2 separate regions of the Ctenopharyngodon idella genome follow, and region 1 is linked to region 2. A link is a contact called in public Hi-C data. All regions are on one chromosome and are shown on one strand. The core of a region is the stretch at or near the end of the contact, and the rest is flanking DNA. Distances in the headings are between cores, read along the strand shown. Region 1 holds the start of tsr2 (TSR2 ribosome maturation factor). Region 2 holds the start of usp11 (ubiquitin specific peptidase 11).

The links. Hi-C and Micro-C count contacts between places; a contact is called where the count stands out from the background.
Region 1: a Hi-C map of muscle shows a contact between it and region 2, with 2.5 times the contacts expected there. The contact joins the promoter of tsr2 here to the promoter of usp11 in region 2. A contact is called at or near these places in 2 of 2 Hi-C or Micro-C datasets (both in muscle).

The regions. Positions count from the first base shown.
Region 1 is chr8:29,763,973-29,769,810 of HZGC01, reverse strand. It overlaps tsr2 (TSR2 ribosome maturation factor), which reads right to left and starts at 2,990. Exons shown (of 5, transcript XM_051902539.1): 1 at 2,845-2,990; 2 at 2,418-2,508; 3 at 2,238-2,329; 4 at 1,978-2,142; 5 at 1-243. The coding sequence starts at 2,925. The coding sequence ends at 115. It overlaps cdk16 (cyclin-dependent kinase 16), which reads right to left. Exons shown (of 17, transcript XM_051902538.1): 17 at 3,541-5,838.
Region 2 is chr8:29,623,251-29,628,556 of HZGC01, reverse strand. It overlaps usp11 (ubiquitin specific peptidase 11), which reads left to right and starts at 1,971. Exons shown (of 21, transcript XM_051902731.1): 1 at 1,971-2,183; 2 at 2,821-2,930; 3 at 3,385-3,515; 4 at 3,614-3,731; 5 at 5,304-5,306. The coding sequence starts at 2,074.

The DNA of each region.
Region 1 (5,838 bases), core at 1,741-4,240, 140 kb before region 2:
ATAGGTTTTGTAAGTTTGTTGCGGTTGCAAATACATAAGTATCCACAGTAGAAGAAGTCCTTAAAATGTGTTTTAAATTAAGAAATTCATCAGTCCTAATACTTTTAAGTCCTGCTACTTCTTTCTGCGTACAACCGTCCATCCGTCATCCTGTTCCTCGTGACTCGTGGCCGGTGGAAGCTGCTCCTTCACTGCTGCGCCGTTCACTGAAGGTCCTTCTGCACCTCCATCACACTCCATAGCCTGAGAGAAAAACAACCAGTGAGGTTATTCATTCTTAATGGGGGCAATTGCATGCGATACGTGCTGTACTACAGTGTTTCTGAATTGGGTTGTGGAGTGTGCCGTCAAAGAAACAACAACAACAAACATTTGTTTTTCTGATGCAAGCTCTCAAAAAAACTGATGCAAGACTTTTATTTTGAAAGAGGTTGACATTTCTGTCAGACACAGTTTAAAGAGGACCTATAATGCCCCTTTTACAAGATGTAATATAAGTCTCTGGTGTTTCCAGAATGTGTCTGTGAAGTTTCAGCTCAAAATACCCCACAGATCATTTATTATAGCTTGTGTGTGTCCCTTTAAATAAAAATGAGCTGCTTCTCCCAGACCCCTTTCCAGAAGAGGGCGGAGCTTTAACAGCTCACGCTTCGGTTGCTCAACAACAACAAAGCTGGAGAATCTCACACAGCTAAAATGAGGATTGTCAGTAACGGTGTTCAGCCTTACATTGTTCAAACCGGAGTTGGACACTGATGGAGAGACTCAGGAAGAAGTTACAACTTTTAGAAAGAAACTGGACGTTTCTGAATGGTTAGTGGATAAATTTATGTAGTTGCTGTGGAGTTGATTCAACTCATCGACTAGCATGTGCCGTCATGTTAAGCTGCAAATCCAATTGAATTGACCCTCGTTTGTGAAGCAGTCCGGCGTAAAATGACGGCATGGTAACAACACTCTACCACAACAACTCTTCCTCTTCTCTAAAGCAGCTCAACATGCCCTCACCCCCTTTGTTGTGTGCTCTTGGGGGCAGGGTTTATGTAAATTTTAGGGTTAGTGACGTCACTAACCCAGGAAGAAGCTCGTTGTAGTCCCTACCAGTCGTTTGTTGTAGTCCTTAAAAAGTGATTTCTGTAAAAGAAAATATCTCGCTTTGCATTGAACTTTGAGCGTCGTAACTTTGCAGATGTTGTTTATGCTCAAACAGCAACATTACACACTAACTAAAGTTAAAAAAGTGAAATCATAATCAACCACCCCTTTAAGAGTGCCTGAGAAAAACGCGTTGTCCTGATTCAGTATTTGCGGTCAGATGAGATGTCAGGCTACATATCAGTGTCATCATTTTAATGTTATTTTTCGTAACTTGTGACTACTAAAAAAAAAGTCTCTCGCCTCAGAAAATCAAATTTTCCTGTCCTGTCAGCTGTTATACTGTGCTCGTAGCGCGCACTCTTCAATTGCGGTGACAAGCCATGTATATCGCAATTACGAGCATGCAACGTCACAGTTATGTTGTCAATTATTAAGCCATGAAATTACCAAAAAGTACCAATAAATCACTTAACTGGTACTTTGTGTGTTAGCTGGGAAGGATTTGTATGCAGGTATGATGTTAAATCGTATTCATCAGCAGCAGTTTCCATATCTTTCATTAACAGTTCATGCTAGTATTGTGTATTTTACCATGGTAACTTTTGTTTCCTTAACATGGTAACCTTAAACTAGTTTGGGACTGTTATATGTTTATTCATCAGTATTAGTCATATTCTTACAATTTATGTGTATCTTAAGTAAAGTCAACCATTTTTATGAAAAAAATTTGCTTGGGTTTTAAATGCAAGTGTATAATTCTTATAGGCTAATTACACACATAAATATATATATTTTTATTAGGTCAAATAATAATAAAAAAGGCCTATAATCCTTATTTTTATATGTGTGTGTGTGTGTATGTATATATATGTACTGTACCTCTTCATCTTCACACTCATCATCATCATCATCAGGTGTTTTGGCAGGTGTGGCCTTTGCCCTCCCAGCGCTCTTCTTCTCAACGAGCTGGTTGATCTGCTCTCTGACCTCCGTCAGTTTGCCCTGCTGACACTGCTGGAACATCACACACACCTTCTGTGCCACCTGAGCAAGAGCCAAGACCAGAAGAGTTTCACAAACATACATATTTACCATCTGTAAGCATATGTAATTCTAATATATTCATAGACAAAGCAAACCTGAGGCAAGCTGCCATCATCCACCACAGTGTCGAATTCATTGTTCATCAGCTCTGAGATGAAATCCTCCACTTCATCCTGCTGCAGCTCATCTGTGGGGAGCACAAACGGGGTTTGCTGTAAGTTGACATCAGAAAACATCCTATAAAGTGTTAGAGGGAATCATTTGACAGCTCTGACCGTTGTCGATGAAATACTGCTGCAGCGCGTCCACCATCCACTCCGCTTTCTGCTGACTATAAGCTCCACCAAAACCATTATCGACCGCGATCTGTGAGAAAACACTGAGCTCGTTAATTTCTCAATCCATTACATCTATAAATCAGAAGTAGGTGCAGCCACTCCCGGGAGGAAGATCAAATCGAGCTGCGCATAATCGCAATTCCTGTGCAGCTAGACAAAATATCCATACAAGAAGACTTAAAGGGTACATATATGTTTATTGTAATATATTAACTTCTTGTTTATACTTTGCAGTGCTAACATGCTAATCTGTTAGCAGTCATATTTATGATTACTAAATAAAATTCGGCTCAAACTGAAGATTGCCTAATAATATTCTACGAATAATATATTTTTCGGAATGTAATGTTATGAATTTACTAACTTGCAGCACCGGCCACGTTTCCAAAACAGCCCGAACTGCCTCACTGAACAATTCACGTGTGGAAGATGCGAGCGGCGCCATCTTGAAAGCAGACCTGAAGAGTCGATCACAGCCTTCAGAGGCTGACAGTGAAGATTCACCAGGCAAAATAATCTATCACAGAAACCGCATCACTAGAAACTTGATGATGTTCAAGGGTTAGTTCACCCAAAAATGAAAATTCTGTCATTTATTACTCACCCTCATGTCGTTCCACACCCGTAAGACCTTCGTTCATCTTCGAAACACAAATTAAGATATTTTTGGTAAAATCCGATGGCTCAGTGAGGCCTCCTTTGACAGCAAGTTAATTTACACTTTCAATGCCAAGAAAGGTACTAAAGACATATTTAAAACAGTTCATGTGACTACAGTGGTTCAACCTTAATGTTATGAAGCGACGGGAATACTTTTTGTGGGCCAAAAAACAAAATAACGACTTTATTCAACAATTTCCTCTCTTCAGTATCAGTCTCCGACGCACGTTCACAAGAGCACCACAACGCTTACAAATAGCTTTTATAGACCCATAGAAGGCATAAAAAATAGGACATGATACAAATGATTATTCAGAAATGTACATACTTTTATTTAATTGTATATCTTTGATACAATAAATGAACTGAATAATAACATTTTTAAAGATGAGTCTGGGAATACTGGGGATATAAGTATGTGGGTTTTATTATAACAGTAATTCTCTGCAGTGAAACTGGCTCAGTAAGAAACACAAAGCAGGGTGTCAGCATTATAACATTCCTTGGAAAAATTAAACACCAACCCATGCAAGGCTTCGGATAACTTTGGCATTGACCAATAGCAAAAGCTGAAAAGCAGTCAACAAACCAAGCTGCTGTATAATACAAGAGGCGCATATTTACTTCTTAGAAATCTTGAAATGAGAAAGAACCACATTGATTTATGTCAAAGAAAGAACACAGATCAAATTTGAAATTCTCATTTTAAATATATGGCTGCTAAGAACATCACGAAAATATTGTCAATGCACAATGGAGGGGCATTATATGGATTTTAAATAATAATACAAAATAAAATCGTGAGTTCGTGTCACTTTTCAGCTTCATCCTGGAGCTCAACTGTGGTCACTATGAGCCGTGTATGTAATCATAAATGTATGATTTCCTTCAAGGATAACAATTAAAAATATAAACCCTTCCTCAAACTTATGTTTATAGTCATATTGATGGGTCATATTGGTATCAGTTTGGTGCCATTTCTCTTGGTTATTTGATTTATCAACTGTTCACAATGCAAAAGAAACTGTTCATAACAAAATGATTCATTTTTCATACCTGTATTATTATTATTTTTTTACTGAATCTGAAAGGCACATTTCAAAGTTGCTCCAAAACCAGGTTTGTTTATACCTCTTGGATTTGCACATACATTTTGTAGAGGTGCCTGAACACATAAAAACATATACCTAGTCAATATTAAGCCATCTTTAGTTGTGAAATATGAATGTGTCCAACTATCGGTGATATAAGTTGAGATTTTATAGTTTGTTTATTGGGTTTTCTGGTTATTTTAAAAGAAATCCACACGCTGACAAAGGACTTGTTAGAGTGAGTGACCTGTTAAGTCACTAATTGTCATTAATGTACTAGTCAATATTATAAACCTTTTCAAGATACTGTTGTGGCTGATCTGATTGTGTGTGGATTTGGGTTTATATATGTATATATATGGAATTATTTTTAATATGTAATGGACACATAAACAATGTATAAATTAGTGCTGTCAAATCGATTAATCGTGATTAATCGCATCTAATGTAAAAGTTTGTATATATATATATATATATATATATATATATATATATGTGTGTGTGTGTCTATATATATATACACATGTATACATATGCACACACACACATAATATACATTTACAAACTTTTAACTTTGTGAGATGCGATTAATTGCGATTAATCGATTTGACAGCACTAATATGAATATTATTACATTTAAATACGAGTTAAAAAAAAAAGTAAAACAAAATTCAAGTTTGAGACATTGATTATATTGCCAGCAAAAATTATTCACATTTGTTCTGTTCCACCTGAATGTTTTACAGCTTGTTTGTGCCAATCTTCTGCATCCACTTCCTGCTTTATAATCGACAGAATTGGTTGCAAATGAGCATTCATACAAGCAACATGAAGAAACAGTCAGCCATTGTTGTGTATTGTAATTATTGGTAAAGGTTTTCCATTTCAACATACTTCTGAACCACATATTCTTGGGTGAAAAGACTGACTATTGCAATTAAGAACTCAAAGATTAAAAACAAAAAACATTGCATCAAACAACTGTTATTTGTGGTTAACATTTCTAGACTCAAACAAAGTGACCACTCATATATGCATACTTACTGTCAATCAGAAAATATACTATGGCTATCTGAGAGGATTTCCTGCATTAGATATCCATGAGATGTGAAATGTACATTAACAGTGAGTATTGCTTAATGTGTGTTTAAACTGCTTTTAATATATTTATATAACAGCAGACCTTCTCGCTCGCTTCTTGCCTTCACATATGGACAAACGCCAACTGCAGAAGAGCAGTAAAATGGCTGAGAATCCTCAAACTTTGGGCTCTTTTAGTGTATACAATTGCAAAATAAAAAAGCTAAAGAAAATAATACTGTACTGATCAATTATCAAGTTTTGTTTAGCATAAAATGCCCGTTCAAAAAGGTTGAGTTGTACAAAAGAAACATACTGAAAACCGTATGAAGTCCATATTGGCTCAAAGTGTCTCCATGTATAAAAGCATTTCACCTGCAATCATATCAAATTCCTCATAAAATGGGCAATAAAACAGCCTTGAGTTTTTGCATGACAATTTCTGGCATTGTTTGCTTTTTATATATTTAACTGCATGCAATGCTTACCGAAATCAGTATCAAATCCTTTTCAAATCAAGATGGTTT
Region 2 (5,306 bases), core at 722-3,221:
TCTGAGTGCCTTAACACTAAATCTAGATGACAGACATGTGCGCTGGAGGTGAAGAAATGATGACATCTGATGATAGGGCAATAGAGGACTAAACACAGACTGCTACAGAGAGACTGAAAGGCACTACAGAGTGAACATTCACCACCAAATTATCAGCTGCTCACAAATCAATCAGCCGTCAGTCAGAAATATGGAATTATGACAATGACACATTTACTGGCCTAAAGATTCAGGGGCAATGAGAAGTTCATGTTCTTTTTGTGCCAGGGGAATGGAAAAAAAGAACAGAAATGACGTATTTTCATTGTGTTAAATAAGAGACTCGGGGAATGTGTGTTCTCAAAGCCACATGTCCAGTCTACACATCAGCTTTACTGTCAACACGACCTCAGGACCTACTGTATCACTTTATAATCATCATCATCAGAAAGAAAATAACTAATTTCCAAGCACTTGCAGCCTTGAGAACATCAGCTTTAGGTCATTTTAGTTTGCATCGTTTTTATTAAATGACATTTCTTAAAAAATATCTAAAGTGTTCAAGGTAAATTTGAACAGTTTAACCATTTTAATCAGATTCTTAACTGATCAATAAAACAATCCATATCTGTGTAATTTGGGTAAATTCGTTCTGTGACAAACACTGCCACCGTGTGCCATATGCGTTGTCCTACAGCCAAAATGTTAGGTTGCTTACGGTTCTCTGACAGGAATGAAGGCATATTATTAGACTGTTAATACTGTCCATTTGTGAAGGATTCTCTGTTGGAATATTATAATTAGATCGTGATAAATAGGTTACAGTGTTGGGTAAGTTACTCTAAAAAAGTAATTAAAGCTGCTGTCCGTACATCATGAATTAATTTTCCAAACTGTGTTTTTGTATTATCCTAAATCACTACGGTACACCTATAATAAGCGTTTATATTCAGACTATTTTAGACTGGTTCGGGTCGTACCTGCGTGACTCCTCATAGACATAAACAGAGAGAAGTAGCTCCGGCTACAGTGTTCTTCCGCAAGACGCACGCAGTTCTGTTGTTTATTAACGCTATAGAGCGCCAAAAGTTATGCTCCCTCACGTGCTATCGGTAATTTGATAATTCCCACTTGTGAAGTCGTGATTATTCCAAGAGCACGTGAAGGCGGCATTAATTACTAGCTACTAATGACATCTTCAACAGTGCAATTAGATTGCTGTACCAATTACTCTTTCTAAAAAGTATTGGATTACTTGTTACTGATTACTTTACAAATCCCATATCAACCTCAGTCAGTTGAACAATTCAAGGATAGACATGAAACTGTACTTTTAATTCTTTCAAATAAACATTATACAATTGCATTAATTATTCTTGAACTGACCAAAGTGTGTAAAGGGAGATGGTTACATTAAAAACATACATTTTAAAATTAAGTTTTGATTTTAAATCCACTATTATTTATATAGAATTGATGTATACACCAGAAGTAACTGTAATTAAATTACAGAAAAATTAAGAGTAGCTAATCCCTTACTTTACTTTTTCAAGGGAAAAGTAATTAAATTACAGTAATTAGATTACTTAGTAATTAATTACACACAACACTTGATATAATAGAAATAATCAGTTTTAGATGATTTATGGGAACATTAATAATAGTTAAATGTTTCAGCAATATTTAATAAGTGATAAAGGATTATTAATAAAATGATTAAATGTGGAAATTAATATTTTTGTAATCAATACACAGAAATGTGTAAATAAATAGTGTACATTACAATTTGCAGAATTAAATAAAGGACAAAATTAATATGAAAACATAAGCTCAGGGTAAATTTTATGAAAATGGCAAGATATTTATCGCATTTGTCTTTTATTTATTTAGTTAGTTAGTTAGTTAATTAATTATCAGATTTTATCTAACAAAATATGTTCAAACTAAACTCTCTCTTACATCACACACGCCCTCGAAATCCGCCCCCTTTCGCAAGGCGGAAGTTGTCATTCTAACCGCTTCCTACTTCCTGCGTCAAAACATTCCGGTCTGTCTATGCGGCTCTAACGCTCTTTTCGGATTTTATGAGTGATTATGGCTGCGAACTGCAGCACCGGTTCGGCTACGGAGCCTCCGGGACTAGAGACCCAGTGGCGGGAGATCGACAACCTGAACCAGCAACAGCTGCGGGCCGGAGACAGCTGGTAAGAGAAACTTCATCCTAAATAACAAACAAACAAACATTCAATAAACAACCACAACAACACAGATAAAGCACTAACAGATCTCTATAAAATTGATATGTTTGAGTTGTGGGGCTTGAGGGTTTTCAGATTCAATAGTACATATACCAGTGTGATTGAGAGAGTTAAAAATGATTTAAAGATCACATAAGAGAGCGAAACTAACATACAGGTGGGGTTTCAGGCCTGATAGATCTGTTTATCTGGTTAACAGCTTCCTAAGCAGCATTAAGTTTTGACATGTTGGTTGTCTTACGACATTCCCAACTCTGCCTGCTTTAAATTGTTTCATTTCATTTTCAAAAGTATTACTACACTTGCTTTAAGTTTCACTTCCATCTCTGGAAGGTGTGTCAGTCTGTTATGGGAAAGTTACTTTCGGTTTGTTCCAGTTCCTTGGACAGGAAAGGCAGATCTGCCATAATTCATTCTCGTCCTAAGAGGCAGATGACAAGCGTTTGGTGTCTTAATCCGTGTCTGACACTGGCGCCCTGTGCAGTTTACATTAAACAGATTTGTCCTAAAGCTCATTAAATGATGTTGGACTGATGTAACCAAGCAGTGCTGAATGTGACAGATGCAAGTATCTGTTTTCCAGGTATTTGTTGGACAAGAGATGGTTTGATCAGTGGAAAGAGTATGTGCACACCGGTGACCAAAATTCGTCCTCTTATCCTGGAAAGATTGATAACACCGAGCTCTTTGAAGGTACGTTTTGGTATTCTGTTATGTTAAAGTCACCATGAAATCAAAATTGGCAATTCTTCATTTTTTATAGAGTAAAATCCCTCATAATCTTTAATCAAAATAGCTTTCCCTTCCTCTTGCAATGACATCTCTTCTCTGATGAATTGTTTACTGGTGTGAGGGCGGGGCAACCTGTCACTCACATGAGATCCACCAATAGCAAACCACAACCATTCAGTGAACCAATCAATTCCTGATAGACAAAATCAAGTCCCGTCCTACATTTTTTTTCTCATTCGAGAACCCGTTTCAATTGGATATACATCAGAAAAGACTATCGCAACTTCTGTTTCATGCTGACTTTAAGAACAAGATCTCATAGCAGCCTCATAAAAAAGTTTAATGTCTCATTCTATGTAAATCTGTTCCCTTAATAACCGTGGGAATGAAGAATATGTTTGTATGCTTTCTGTAGATTTGGATTCATACCACCTGAAAGAGAGGCTGTCTGAGAATGAGGACTTCATCCTGGTCCCATCAGAAGCCTGGCATAAACTCTTGTCATGGTATGACTTGATGGACGATCAGCCTCCTTTGGAAAGAAAGGTAGTGTTAACCAGACTTTTCTTTGTATTGGAGTCAGTCAAATGAGATGTTCAGAATAGGCAGTGTTTGTCAATAAGTCTTCATCTTTCTCTTTGCAGGTTGTTGATCTTCCCAGCACTGTTAAAGTGGAGGTCTACCCTGTGGAGATCTACCTCTGTCTCTCCAGTAACTTGGAGAGCACTGTAACTGCACGGTTCAGTCGAGCAGACAAGATACGTGAGTAAAGGCTGTTAATGTATAGACTAGTTTTGAAAAGTATTTAGACATTTAAAAATGTATGATTAAGATGCAGTCTCACTAGGCTTTTGGTATGTAAAATTACTGCAGTGAGGGCTACTGTTTTTAATAAGTAATGTATCCGAAATAACAAATAATAATGCATTCAGGATTAATAATAATAATGAATTGTCCACTTTACTCTTTGTATTGAGCTCAATTTGTGACGTTTAGATCCTCTACTGGTATATATGTCTTGTTCGCTATACAAATTCATCAAACTTAAAAAAATAAGAAACTTCTTTGCATGTGCTTTCAAAAGTTTCAAGTGTAATTTAATCCTGTGATGCAAAGCTGAATTTTCAGCATCATTACTCCAGTCTTCAGTGTCACATGATCCTTCAGAAATCATTCTAATATGCTGATTTGCTGCTCAAGAAACATTTCTAATTATTTGCAATGTTGAAAACTGCGGCTGAATGTTTTTGTGGAAACTTTTTTTCATTTTTTTTTTCATGAATAGAAAGTTCAAGATAACAGCATTTATTTGAAATAGATTTGTTTTGTAACATTATAAATGTCTTTACTGTATGGAAGCTTGTTTTCGCCATGAAATAAAAAAGGTAATTGCAACTTTTTATCTCACAATTCTGACCTTTTTTCTCAGAATTGCGAGATATACAGTCAGAATTGTGAGAAAAAAGTCTGAAAAATGCGAGATGTAAAGTCAGATTTGCGAGATATAAAGTCAGATTTGCGAGATATAAAGTCAGAATTGCGAGTTATAGTCAGAATTGTGTGATATGAAGTCAGAATTGTGTGATATGAAGTCAGAATTGTGAGATATGAAGTCAGAATTGTGAGATATGAAGTCAGAATTGTGAGATATAAAGTCAGAATTGTGTGATATGAAGTCAGAATTGTGATATAAAGTCAGAATCGCGAGGAAAAAAGTCAGAATCACATGATATAAAGTCAGAATTGTGAGATATAAACTCGCAATTGCGTGTTATAATGTCCAGTTGTGATAGGAAAAAACACTGACATATTTTTTCTCAGAATTGCGAGTTTATATCTTATAACTTTGTGAGATAAAAAGTCACAAATCACCTTTTTTAATTTTTTTATTTAGTGGCAGAAACAAACTTCCATATTACTGTCATTTTTGCTCAATTTAATGCATCTTTGCTGAATAAAGTATTAATTTATTTCAATAAAAAAAATCTTACGAACCCCAAACTTTTGAACATTAGTGTATGTTATTAAGTGTATCAAGCTAGACGACAGTAGCCTCAATACCTTATCATTTCTGTTTATCTTGCCTGATAAACAGCTTCTGAATGTCTTCTTCAAAGCGTCAAAGGTTTAGCTCAAGCTCTGGATTGCTACTAGTTTTACAGAATGTTATCTCGCACATCTATTTTATATTTGGCATGTAATTAAATTTTGTAAACCGATGTGTGAAACCCCTCAGGAGTTTGGCACCTGGTCTATCTGAGCTACAGATCTCTGAGTGCTTGTTTTCCTCAGGTATGTGTGTAAATCTCTAACGTGTGTATCTTTGTTTCATAGACG